Linked DNA regions of Arachis hypogaea: region 1 is linked to region 2. Evidence: chromatin contacts called from public Hi-C data. All regions are on one chromosome and are shown on one strand. Each heading gives the region's core, a stretch centred on a gene start, on an enhancer-like site or on the middle of the called end of the contact. The rest is flanking DNA. Distances are from core to core; before and after follow the strand shown. Region 1 has its middle 5.9 kb from the start of LOC112748554. Region 2 holds the start of LOC112748547 (floral homeotic protein APETALA 2).

The links. Hi-C and Micro-C count contacts between places; a contact is called where the count stands out from the background.
Region 1: a Hi-C map of an unstated tissue shows a contact between it and region 2, with 5 times the contacts expected there. The contact joins the enhancer-like site here to the promoter of LOC112748547 in region 2. A contact is called at or near these places in 5 of 8 Hi-C or Micro-C datasets (leaf and an unstated tissue).

The regions. Positions count from the first base shown.
Region 1 is chr15:7,985,175-7,991,414 of arahy.Tifrunner.gnm2.J5K5, forward strand. No RefSeq gene overlaps it. Among protein-coding and RNA genes, the nearest start is that of LOC112748554, 5.9 kb to the right of the region's middle. Within about 2 kb of position 2,792, at least 1 of the 3 cell types and tissues checked has open chromatin away from gene starts, as enhancers often do.
Region 2 is chr15:7,939,143-7,945,305 of arahy.Tifrunner.gnm2.J5K5, forward strand. LOC112748547 (floral homeotic protein APETALA 2) reads left to right here and starts at 1,388. Exons shown (of 10, transcript XM_072217686.1): 1 at 1,388-2,412; 2 at 2,516-2,542; 3 at 2,653-2,683; 4 at 2,759-2,846; 5 at 2,931-3,076; 6 at 3,158-3,202; 7 at 3,278-3,366; 8 at 3,441-3,577; 9 at 3,649-3,864; 10 at 3,941-4,198. The coding sequence starts at 1,860. The coding sequence ends at 4,198.

The sequences.
Region 1 (6,240 bases), core at 1,542-4,041, 47 kb after region 2:
TAGCAAATTGTAAGTGTGATAACTCAATATCATCCTTATCGACTAAAAGTGAGGATATTCGACCGTTCCTTACCGCCTCCCCGATCATTTTGTTGAGCACATCCACCACCAGAATAAACAAAAACAGCGATAATAGGTTGCCTTGACGAAGTCCCCTCTCCATTTTGAAAGCTTTCGATGGTGACCCATTGACCAGAATGGAGATAGATGTCGACCTAATACACTCCTTGACCCATGCCCTCCATGTACTACCGAATCACATCTTCTCTAACACAGTATTGACGGAGCACCATTTAACTCTGTTATAGACTTTGTGGAAATCTAGTTTGATGATTGCTGATGCCTTTCTTTTCAGTTTTAACCATTACACTGTTTCACATGCAATTAAAGCTCCATCATGTATCTTCCTCCTCTTCACAAAGGCACTCTGGGATTCTCCAACTAAACCTGGTATTACACTCCTCATTCTTCGTGTCAGCATTTTAGAAATAACTTCATAAATACATCTAACCATGCTGATAGGTCTGAGATCTTTTATCTCTTTTGCCCCAACGAATTTTGGAGCCAATGCTACCAATGTGACATTGGAGTATGCTAGTAGTCTTGCAGTCTCAAAAAAGCTCATCACAGCTGTAGTGAATTCCGTTCCAATCTCGCTCCAACACTTTTTTATAAAATTCATGTTGTATCCATCACTCCCTAGAGCCTTAAAAGATTCGTAGTCCCAAACTGTCTCTTTCACTTCCTCTACTGACGCCATCACCTTTAGGGTTTCAGCTTCCTCCCTCTTTAATCAGTTGACTAATCCATCCCTAAAGCTCCAATTTGGGGAGTCTTCCTGGTGGTACAGACGTTTATAAAAGTCTTGAATTGCCACCTTGATTATTGCTTGATTCCTCACTAATCTCCCATTAATCACCAATGACTCTATCCCGTTATTCCTTCTTCTTGCCGAAGTAATATTGTGAAAATACCTTGTATTCCTATCCATCTCATTAGCATGCCAAGCCCTAGACATTTGTTTCCAGTGAACATCCTGTCGGACATACCACTTCTCACAGCACTTCACTAACGCCCTTCTCCTTGCCTCCATTGTACCATCATATAATCCACTACTAACCATATCATCCACCTTCTTTATTTCTTCCTCAAAATTCCTTATCTTCTTAGCTATATCTCGAAAATGCTACTTATGCCAAGTCCGTAATGGTACTGACAGCGCTTTCATCTTGTCCAGGAATTGCACGTCACCTAATTCCCTCCACTCTTCCTTCACCATTCTTAAAAATCCTTCATGCGTGAACCACGAGTCTAGACTTCGGAACGGTCTTGGGCCATCAAAATTTATGTTGTCTTCCATTATCAATGGGCAGTTATCCGATAAGCCTCTTGGACCTCCCTTTAGTCATGTCGTCGGATATACCTCGAGCCACCCAAGGGTAACTAGGCTCCTATCAATACGACTGCACGAATGCCTCCTAAACCATGTATACTTGCGATCATTTAACGCCAGATCAACCAGCTCCATATCATTTATCCATGCTCTAAAATCTTCAGCAGACGCTGATAAGCTAGTCGCTCCTTTTCTTTCTTCCAAATGCATAATTTCATTAAAATCTCCCAAATAACATAACGACACCTGACACAACCCTACAACATAGCCCAACTATTCCCATATTGAGATCTTTTCAGCTCTCACATGTGATCCATACACCAAACAAATAGTACAATGAAAATCATCTTTTATCACAACCCCTTCTACACACATTCATCTATCTCCTTTATAGCAATTAGTCAATTTAAAGACTGATTCATCCCATATTAACAATAACCCTCTGGAAGACCCAACTGAACTTACAAACTCTCAACCAGCTCTATCACTACCCCAAATACACATTACATCAAATTTAGTCACCAACTTCTTTTTTTGTTTCTATCAATCTCAACATTTCCAATCTAAACTTATTTTTAAAATTCTTTAGCATACTAAATTTTTTAGCACCTCCCAAACCCCTAATATTCCAAGAACTTAAAATCATTTAACATTATTAGTACACACCTGCTTGCAAATTTTTGGCCGGCTTCTTTGTATTTTTTCTTTTTGCTTTGCCTGTCGTCGCATCAAAGCCATTGCCTCGTTTTGCTCCTGTAAAATTTCCATAATATCCTCCACATCACTGCACTGAACACCGGACTCTACAGCTAATTTTCAAGCCTCTTTATTCTCAGTCATTTCCTCTTTCCAACTCAGACTTTGTTCCTCCCTATCAAAACCACTTCCACCATCCAACCCAACCTCAGCCTCTGATCCTACTTCTGTACAGCTCTCGTATTCTTTCGCTTCTCCCTTGCCATTATCCTGTGCCCCGCCATTTATCAAGCTTTTCCCTTCCTGCAGTCTCAATCATATCCCATCTTGGAGTTGCCAATCTTTGTTCTGTGCATTGTGGTTCCTGTATACGTTATCACCCTCACCATGCCCAGTAGCTACTGCACTTGCCCCCGGGTCCTTCGCCATAACTTGCAACCTTCCTGTCTCTTCAGACCTACGGTCAACCACGTGAGCTTTTCTAGGTTCCGCATCGGGTACCATATCACGTCTCCACTGGCAAAGTTCTTTCTCCCCATCAGTGGCTCCCCCTACGGCGTTCTTCCTTCCATCGAATCCCCAGCCTTCGCATCCCGTGTAGCCGCCTCTGTTAAGCGAACTTGTCCTCATTGAGCCTCCAAGTTGTGCAGCGTCCCAACCTTGCGCCACTTACACGTTCAAGCTCCTCGTGCATAGCATCTGCGATCGGAGGCTACCTTCCCTGTCGAGATAGTTCTGCCGCTTCTGCCACGTGATGCTGACCGCTCCCTTCCACACTATTCCCCATCGCATCCCCTGCTCTTTTGGTTCGTGGAAGCTCTGCATTAGTATCGTCGCAGCCCCAACCTGTAGCCTTTGCCGGGTTACCATGGAGTATGGGTCATGCCCAACCCGGTTGGAGAGGCAATTGGAGCCTCTATTCCAAAGGCCCATATCCTTCTCCCAAAACTAAAGCCCCTTACCACCCTTATTGGACTTAGTTTCTTCCAGCCCATTATCCTCTCTTGTAAAATCATTTGGTTTGTTGCCATAATGCTCCCCATAGACGTCAGTTACCGTTTTATCTGAATCTACCTCCTGATTAATTTTCATTAATCCCTGAGAATCCTCATTTTCCTTAAATGCCGCACAATCATCCTTTCCATAATGCAGATTTAAATTCTTATGATTCCATTAATTCAAATCTAAAAATGAATTTACTAATCTGTCTTTCTCATGTTCATCATTCCTGCAAACTTTCAGCATGAGCACTGCCGCCTGGTCCCGTTCAGCCACCAGCCATCCGTCACCATAATTCAACATTTCACCATTTCCTTCATGTTGCATCTCTTCAGCATTTATTGTTTGTCTGTCCCCTAGCTCCTTATTTCTCTCCCGAAAGCATTTTTCTCGATACACCTCTCCACCCACTTCTCTTACGAGGACGTCAAATCCACTTGCACCTATTGTAATGTGAATTCACAAGTTAAACATATAAAAAATGCACGTATCAATCAGAATTCGATCCACACTAAATGAATTACACGACTTCGTTAATTTATCGAGCTTAACCACCTTGCCCCCATTGCTCCCCTATCCTGTGAAAAGTGTCTGTTGACCACGCATGTAATGGAACTCCATAACATTCCAACCAAACTCTTCTAGACTCGCTTCTCTCTGTCTCATCCCATCTCCATACCATATAAAATAACCTTAATAAATCATTCATACGAAAGGTGTAGGCTTCTTTAACACTCAACATAGTGTCAAAAGTTATCATTTCTTTATAAGCTCCCAACTCCCTTACTTGTGTTACCCCTGACCATTCGTTATGAATATTTTCCTGCAGGACGTTGAAGTCGATCGCCATCTTCGTACCTCCGACAATACTTCTTTACAACCAGACGACGTTCTCATTCGCTATGGGTACTTCTATTTTCTTTGTCCATCCATTATTATTTGGATCCTTGATTGGTGCACCACTCGACTGCCTCACCTCTCTCTCTTCAGTTGCTCTTGCACTCCTATTCAATGGATCGCTTCTTCCTGTATCATGTCTTGTGGTCTCCGTCACTTCTTTGTCGTTCCTATTCTGCATCATAGCTCCCCTTCTGTATTTTGCTTCTCTAACAAATAGTCTTTTGCCTCTCAGCACCCACCTGTTCATATCTGCAACAACCTTCAATACTTCTCCTTTTGTAGTATACCATATGAATGTAAACAGATAGATCTGTTTATTTTTATTCTTCCACGACAAATATATGTCTATGATTCTACCTGTCCATTTGAACAAATTAAAGAGTTCTCGTTTTGATATATCTTCTGGCAGATTGTCAACAAAAACAAAAAAAGAATCAAGCTCCAATTGTTGATACTCTTCTTTATTCCAAATCCCAGAATCTTTATCATATTTACTCTGTAGAGTTCTTTCCCACCCGATGTTTTTCCACCTCACACGCTCTCGTTTCCTCTCTTGCACTCTCATCCTCTCTCTCTATAATAATATTAATATGTAAAATAATTGTTTTCAAATTTACATAAAAATAAAAATATTTTCAAACACTCTACATTACAAATAGAAATGTTGAGCTATTTTATCACCTAATTTTATACACTTTAAATGAGTCAAAATTAGGCCACTAGTTAAGCCACAAATATTTGAAGCCAAGAGCCATCCTATTCCTATGTGAATTATTCTCAGTTGCCCAATTGTATAATTTCTACTTCAAGGAAGAATATGGTAATCTGAAAACTCACTAGAAAACAAAAGTATTGCCGGAAACTTGATAGTTCACAAGAACATGAAATTCTGCAACAGGAATACGTGATAATTTTCGTATGCTAGCTATATCATGGTTGAACTTTAGGTATACCAAAACATTTTATGATAAATTTTCTTTATATGTTTAACCATTATTATAAATGAAAAGTGAAAAGTGATTTTATACATACATGCACAATTCCCTTTTTTCTTTGATTTGTCTCTCTTTGAACATTGTATTTCATTTTAGTGAAATGTAATTATCTGAACTGTAGGGGAAAAAAACATAGAAATTAAACATGCATGTATTGTGACGTTATTATTATTGGAAGAGAAGAAACGTATGATTGGGTTATTTCATCTGGGAGAAATTCGAAGCAGAGAGGATTACGAGTTTCTAATAAGGGAAATGGAAGACTTTTGGTCAGTCGTTTTTATAACCAATTGTTGTGGCCAAAATAAAGAGGTAGGTGGGTGGTCATGAACTAACAATAATCTTTTGTGAACACCCAAAATGAATAAAAGTGGAGGAGGGTGGGGAACCTACTTTTTTCTCCAAAAGATGCAAAAGTAAAGTTTTTGGGATCGTTTGGAGATTATTCACTTGGTGATTTCTTGTTTTGGCCGAATTTATTTGTGTATTGAATGTGATGGACATGGACTTTGGAGGGTGCACTATTTTTCTTTCTGTTAATAGGAACAACGTTTGGTGCTCAATACAAACTTTTCACCAACTTGTGTGAAATTATCATTTCCAACTGTCAAGTTGTCACTACCTTATTCTTTTTGCAAAGCTAAGCATAATGCTTATTATATATTTAAGGTCAAATTTAATTTTGTTTAATTTCCCTTTAGGGCTTTGAAAATCTTGATGAGCACAATAAGTATCATTGATCTCATGTAGGGGTGTTTGCGGTGCGGTTTGGATCGGTTTTAAGTCAAAAATTCATCCGATTCGAACACTAATTTTACTTGTGGTGTAGTTTGGATTGGATTATTTTTTTAAAAAAATCTAATCCGATCCGATCCAATTTCAAGCGGTTTGGATTGGATTGTATTTACGATTTGGTAAATTAAAAAAATTAAATACATATAACAAGTATCAACATCAAATTTTAAATAATTAACAATGACATAACAAGTTTCAACAATATCTTAAAAAGCCAACGATAACATAAAAATAGAAATAAAATTATAGGTTAGTTAAAATAAATAAATAAATAAATAATATTTTGAACATAAAATATTTATTAAATAATAATAATATATGAATAATATAAAAATGTATAACAAATTGAACATGTTATAAGTATAGTTGTAAATATAATAATAAAAAAATAATAATATTATAGCACATTGTGCGATTTGGATTGGATTGGATCAGTTATGAAAAGTAGATCCGAAATTCGAT
Region 2 (6,163 bases), core at 138-2,637:
TAATTTAATTTTTATATGCTGTCAATGTAAAAAAATTTTACACATATAATTAATCCTATATTGACACATAAGCGAAAGTAACAAATTTTTAAATTTATTATTTAAAAAATTATTTAAATACATAAATTTAATTAAATAATTATATAAAAATATTTATACAATCAAGGTATCAAAATTAATCTTTTAGCCAATAATATGGATTAATAGTCTAAATAATCCATAAATATCATGCATGTATTAGTTTGGCTTTTGAAACATTAGACTCCTCAAACTATTCTGTAAACATAAGTTATGCGATCCTTTCGTTAGTTATATAATCATAAAAGAATATAAATTATTTTATGACATATCAACATTTATGAGAGAGAATAACTAATTTGATTTATGATTGTAATTTTTAGCAATCAATTTGAAGAGTGTGAACTTTTTAAAATAAATTGATGCACATGTGATTATTTAGGGACATTTTTTAATAAATAATTTACAAATAATTTTATAAGTAGTCGTTCAACTTTAAGTATATAATGATGGGAAATTCTATGATGTTTTTTAAATTTTTGTCTAACTTATTTAAATACGATCAGTTTTTGGTGTTAAGAGAGAAATTATAAATAGACTCTACTCTTTTATATTTGTATTAGATACTTAGATATAGAATTATAGACACCATAACAATAATCTATATTGATTTAATATTGAAGTCAACTAAATTTTACACTAATATATAAGGGTAATTGACAATAACATAATATTGTATATATTTTTCAATGAAGAAATGTTAATTTTTAATATATTTGATATATAAAAAGACACATACTATAATGAAAAAATGTCAAAAGCATATTTTCATACAAATATTTGTTTAAGAGTAATGTCATAAAACTATTTATTCCAAGGATCGAACTTTTGACTTTTCGGATCTAAAACTTTAATACAATGTCATGCAACCACTCATCCAAAAGCTTAAACTGATAGAAAAATATAACATTAATGATTATATTTCTAATACTCCCTAAATTTTCACTGTATGCAAATATTTTATTGACTCTCTATACTTTTTCTTTGTTTAATCACCCTTTACAAGTGTTGTTTATAAAAAAATAACAATTTAAAAAAATAGCAATACTTTTAGATAAAAATAGTATTTTTATAACATTGTAAAATCAGATGCTATAATTTATTATTTAATAATAAAAAAATATTTTTATACAAAAATAATTGTAATTTATAGAGTCTTAATTAAAATATTTACCTATAAAAAATATTTTATGAATACAAATTAAAAAAAAGCCTATATATGTGTATAAATATATTATTTAATTTATTTTTAAATAGAATTAAGATGGTTGAAATATATTTGTAGAAGAGTTATTATTAGCATATAGAAAAAGAGGAAGGAAGAGGGTGATAAGGAAAGCAAGGAAGGAAGTGATGGTTTCGGGTAAGGTTGCTGAAACTGGCCTCGTCTATGCTGTATTGGGCAGTTAAGGGAATACAAAGATCCTTCACCTTCTCCCTCTTTATTATTGCCCTTTTTCCCAACACCTACCCTTCTCTCTCGTCCTAGGTTTGATTTTTTCTTCTCTCTCTCTTCTTCTCATTCCCCTTCTTTCATCTTTCTTTCTTTCAGTTTCTCTCTCTTTCTCAATTAAAGTCCACACACACTCACTTGGGCCTTGGCTTGCATCCAAACCAGAGCAAGAAGAAACTGAGAGAGAGAGAGTACCATGAATCATAAATCTCCTTGTACTTTAATTTCGATATATTTTCTTTCTCTCGCTAATGCCTGAGGCTCTATCTATATAGTAGCTACCTGAAGGCTGAAACAAGTGTTCAAACTTGAAACAAGAAACGGAAGAATGTGGGATCTGAATGACTCTCCCGACCACAGAAAGGACTACGACTCTGAAGAAGCTTGTTCTTCACCCAAGACTACCACTACTTCCATGGACGATGACGTCAGAGGCAAGACCCTCCGATCTGCCTCCAATTCCAGCTCCTCTGCAGTCCTCCTAGAAGACGGATCCGAAGAAGACGAAGAACAAGCCAGCAGAACAACAACTACTCTCAACAACATCAACAGTAGCAGCAAGATATTCGGCTTCTCCGTCACCCCCATGGACGGTGACGACAACCCTCCCGTCACCCACCAGTTTTTCCCGGTGGAGGACTCCGGCTGTGGCGGAGGAGGAGGAGGAGGAGGAAGCTCGTCGTCGTCGTCGTTCCCTCGAGCTCACTGGGTTGGCGTGAAGTTCTGCCAATCGGAAGCAGTAGTTGGGGGCGGTGGGAAATCGGCGGCGGTGGAAGTCTCTCAGCCTATGAAGAAGAGCCGGAGAGGACCAAGGTCTCGGAGCTCACAGTATAGAGGAGTCACCTTTTACCGAAGAACGGGTCGTTGGGAATCTCATATTTGATCCGTCAGTTAGTTAGTTAGCATAGTAACAAACAAATAAATGCCTTCTTTCTTTTCCTTCATTATGTTTGATTCTCATACATGTTTGTCCTTCACGCTGCAGGGATTGTGGAAAACAAGTTTATCTGGGTAAGTACATGTATGTTTTTCTTTAATTTTATTATTATTTGAAATGATGATTTTTGAACGGTAACTGATGAAATAATTGGTTCTCTTTTGTCTGGGTAAAATTTGTGCAGGTGGATTTGACACCGCACATGCAGCTGCTCGGTGAGTGAGCGAGCCAGCCACCATATATATTTCTCTCTCCTCACCTTTCTTAATTCATTTTTCTGCTTTCGACAGTGCTTATGATAGAGCGGCAATTAAGTTCCGCGGAGTGGAGGCTGACATTAACTTCAACATAGAAGACTACGAAGAAGACTTGAAGCAGGTGATTCATCAATTAATTAATTCATTCATTTCATTTGCATCTCTATTCTCCTTATGGTGGTGTGTTGTGTAAAATAATAAATAGATGACGAATTTGACAAAGGAAGAATTTGTGCACGTGCTTCGGCGACAAAGCACTGGCTTTCCAAGAGGAAGTTCCAAATATAGAGGTGTTACCTTGCACAAGTGTGGAAGATGGGAGGCTCGTATGGGCCAATTTCTAGGCAAAAAGTATGCCCCCTCTTCCCCCCTTCTCCCCTTCAATTTCATCTATTTTGCTAAGCTACCCTCAATTTTATTTTATTTTATTAGGTACGTTTATCTGGGCCTCTTTGATACTGAGATTGAAGCTGCCAGGTATCTGCTTCTCTCAATTTTGTTATTCCCAATTTCAATTTAAATAAATGCATCATGCTAGGGTTTTGATTGTAGGGCTTATGACAAAGCAGCAATCAAATGCAATGGCAAAGAGGCCGTCACCAATTTTGATCCCAGCATCTATGAAAACGAGCTTAATTCTGGTAATTATAACATATATTTTCTTATTATAAACATTCTCGTTCTTAATTAATTAAATAAATATGTACCACGGCAGAATCGTCAGGAGGCAACGGTGCAGCAGATCACAATCTGGATCTAAGTTTGGGCAATCCAAGTTCAAAGCATAGCAGTAATCAAGCACTGGGGACAACGGATTGGCACAATGAGGGAGCCAACAATAACAAGCATAAGGTATTATTATTATGATACTAATTATATAAAGCGATTAATTTTATTCTGATTAGCACTATTATATATTTCAGCTGGTGAATATACTACCAAAACCATGTAGTAGTAGAAGCAACATAGAGCAGCATGGACAGCGTGAGAGTGAAGCCATGGCCCCAATGCCGCGGCTGCATCAAACTCAATTTCCGCTCTCAAACGAAATGCATAGATACGGTCCTTATTATAGATCCCATCATGCAGCTGGAGACACTCCGCATCAAATGCTACACGCGTTTCCACCAAATTTTCATGTTAGTATAGATACTTGAATTCGATTTGATTACATTGTGTTGTGTGAAAAACATGATGATGCATATATATGTGCAGTTTCCAAGCAGCAGCAAAGGAGGCCGAATTGGAAGCGAGCTTTCGCTGTCATCATCAATGAGCGATCAAGAACAACATGTACAGTGGCAAGCAGGAGCTGGAGGAGGGCCTCCACATTTGTTAGCAACTGCTGCTGCAGCATCATCAGGATTCCCGCCGCAGATTTTAACACCCTCCCAAGGTTGGATCCACAAAAATGGCTTCCACACTCTCATGAGACCCTCTTAATCCATCATTTCTTTTTCCACATTCAAATAATTAATTAATTATTTTAATTAATTAATCTCTTCCACCTCCTCCCTTTTTTTGTGAGCATATTTCTTATATTTATATTTATATATATGTACAAACAAATGGGTGCATTCTAGTCTCTATTGTTTTAGTAAGCCCATACAAAAACCATAACTTTACCATGGAGGTGAAAGAAGGGATAAAATGGAAAAAAAGGAAACCCAATTTGGGAATTCACTGGTCTTGCTCTGCCTCAGTCAAACTAACAAACCGACGCAAAAATCTTTTAACTCTAGATACTATAGATTCTGCCCTCTGACTCAAATTATTATCATCATTTATAAATATTATTTATATGTATATTTATTACATTGTTACTATTTTTATTTTTTTCCCTTGCGCTATGGTACATTTGTGACAGCACCTATTCGTTTCTTAATTTGGGATGTATTGCTATCACACACACATGGTTTTGTCAATTTGTTCCTTGTTTGTGTTGGGGATCGGATAGGGTTAGGCGTTTGATAACTTTGCTAAGGTAAGATGCTAGGTTTGGTTCCTTAATAGGGCAATGCTTGTTTTTTTGACAAAAAAACGTTGCCACAAAATTCCTAGCTATAATTGCTTTTTGCTTATTGCTTATATAATGATAAACAAATAATAAGTGAAATTAAAAAAAAGGGCAAGAGAAATTAACTCTTGTAGGGGGTGTTATGTTTGGCAGAGAGATGCAAAGTGAGTTTTATTTTTTATTATTAATATTGTTATTATCTCGGAAATATCAAAGGGATGGTGATGAATAGTCTCAATCAACGGTGTCCTTTGAATCAGTTCTTATGAACAAAAGCAGTCAGACAAAGGCGTTTATGACGAGAGGGACCTATCATTGTTCGTCTAAAGCTTCAAAAGGACACTGATGCAATGGAGTGTGAGAGAGAATAGGGTGCCACCAAAAGGGTATCAAATGGTCGTGAAGGTAGAGATCACAGGGGCATGGATTCTCTCCGGGGTTAACCCCCCATGTCAGAATTTTTTTTAACTTTTACGACAACAAAATTAAAAAGAAAAAATGTGATTATATATTAAGTTATTAACATATTCAATCATCAATCATGTGTCCGGTCTACTCACAAATTTATCGTTACAAAGAGTGTAAACTTAGATTAAGCGGATTTATCATTTATGTTTCATTTTATAAGAATAAGAATAAAAATAAATAATGCATCATGAGTTGTCAATAATAATGATGCAAGTAAATATTTGTAATTATATGAATAAATAATACAACTCTAACTTTAGTAAGTTACCGTAAAAAAAAACAACTATATTATATTATGTGTACGAAAAGAGTACTGCTAGGAAACTAATGACCTAAATGTACAATGGGCTAAATCTTTGGTCCATGAATAAAATGAACATCACCCATATTATCCAGAATAACCATCGGAATATCAGGGATAATAATAAAACCACATAAAACGAAAATGGATATTCTCCAGTTTTTTCAACACTTGAGAGGAAATGCAGTGTGATCTCTCACCGTTAATTTTATAAGTGGGGCCAAAATTAAATATGAGAGAGAGAACAATGAAGGGTGAAAGATCATAATTGACACCATCCAGTTTTTTTTTTCACTAGAGAGGATCCACTCCCACATAAAATCACTCATTCCAAAAGCTTAAGTTGATTTTGGGGTTCACCAAAGATCAAACTCTTGACCTCGAATCTAGAACTCTAATATCATATCACGAAACCACACATCCCAAAAACGTAACCTGACAGGACAATGTAACACTAATGGTCATATCTCTAATACTTCCTAAACTTCCATTGTACACATTGTACGCTTAAGCCATTGACTCCCTATACTTTCTCTTACGAAAAACATTAGTAATTAAACCAACTATCGGTATAAAATTTAAAATACACATTAAAATATAAAATATATATTAAAAATAAAATATTAAAAAATACTAGAAGACTAACATAAGT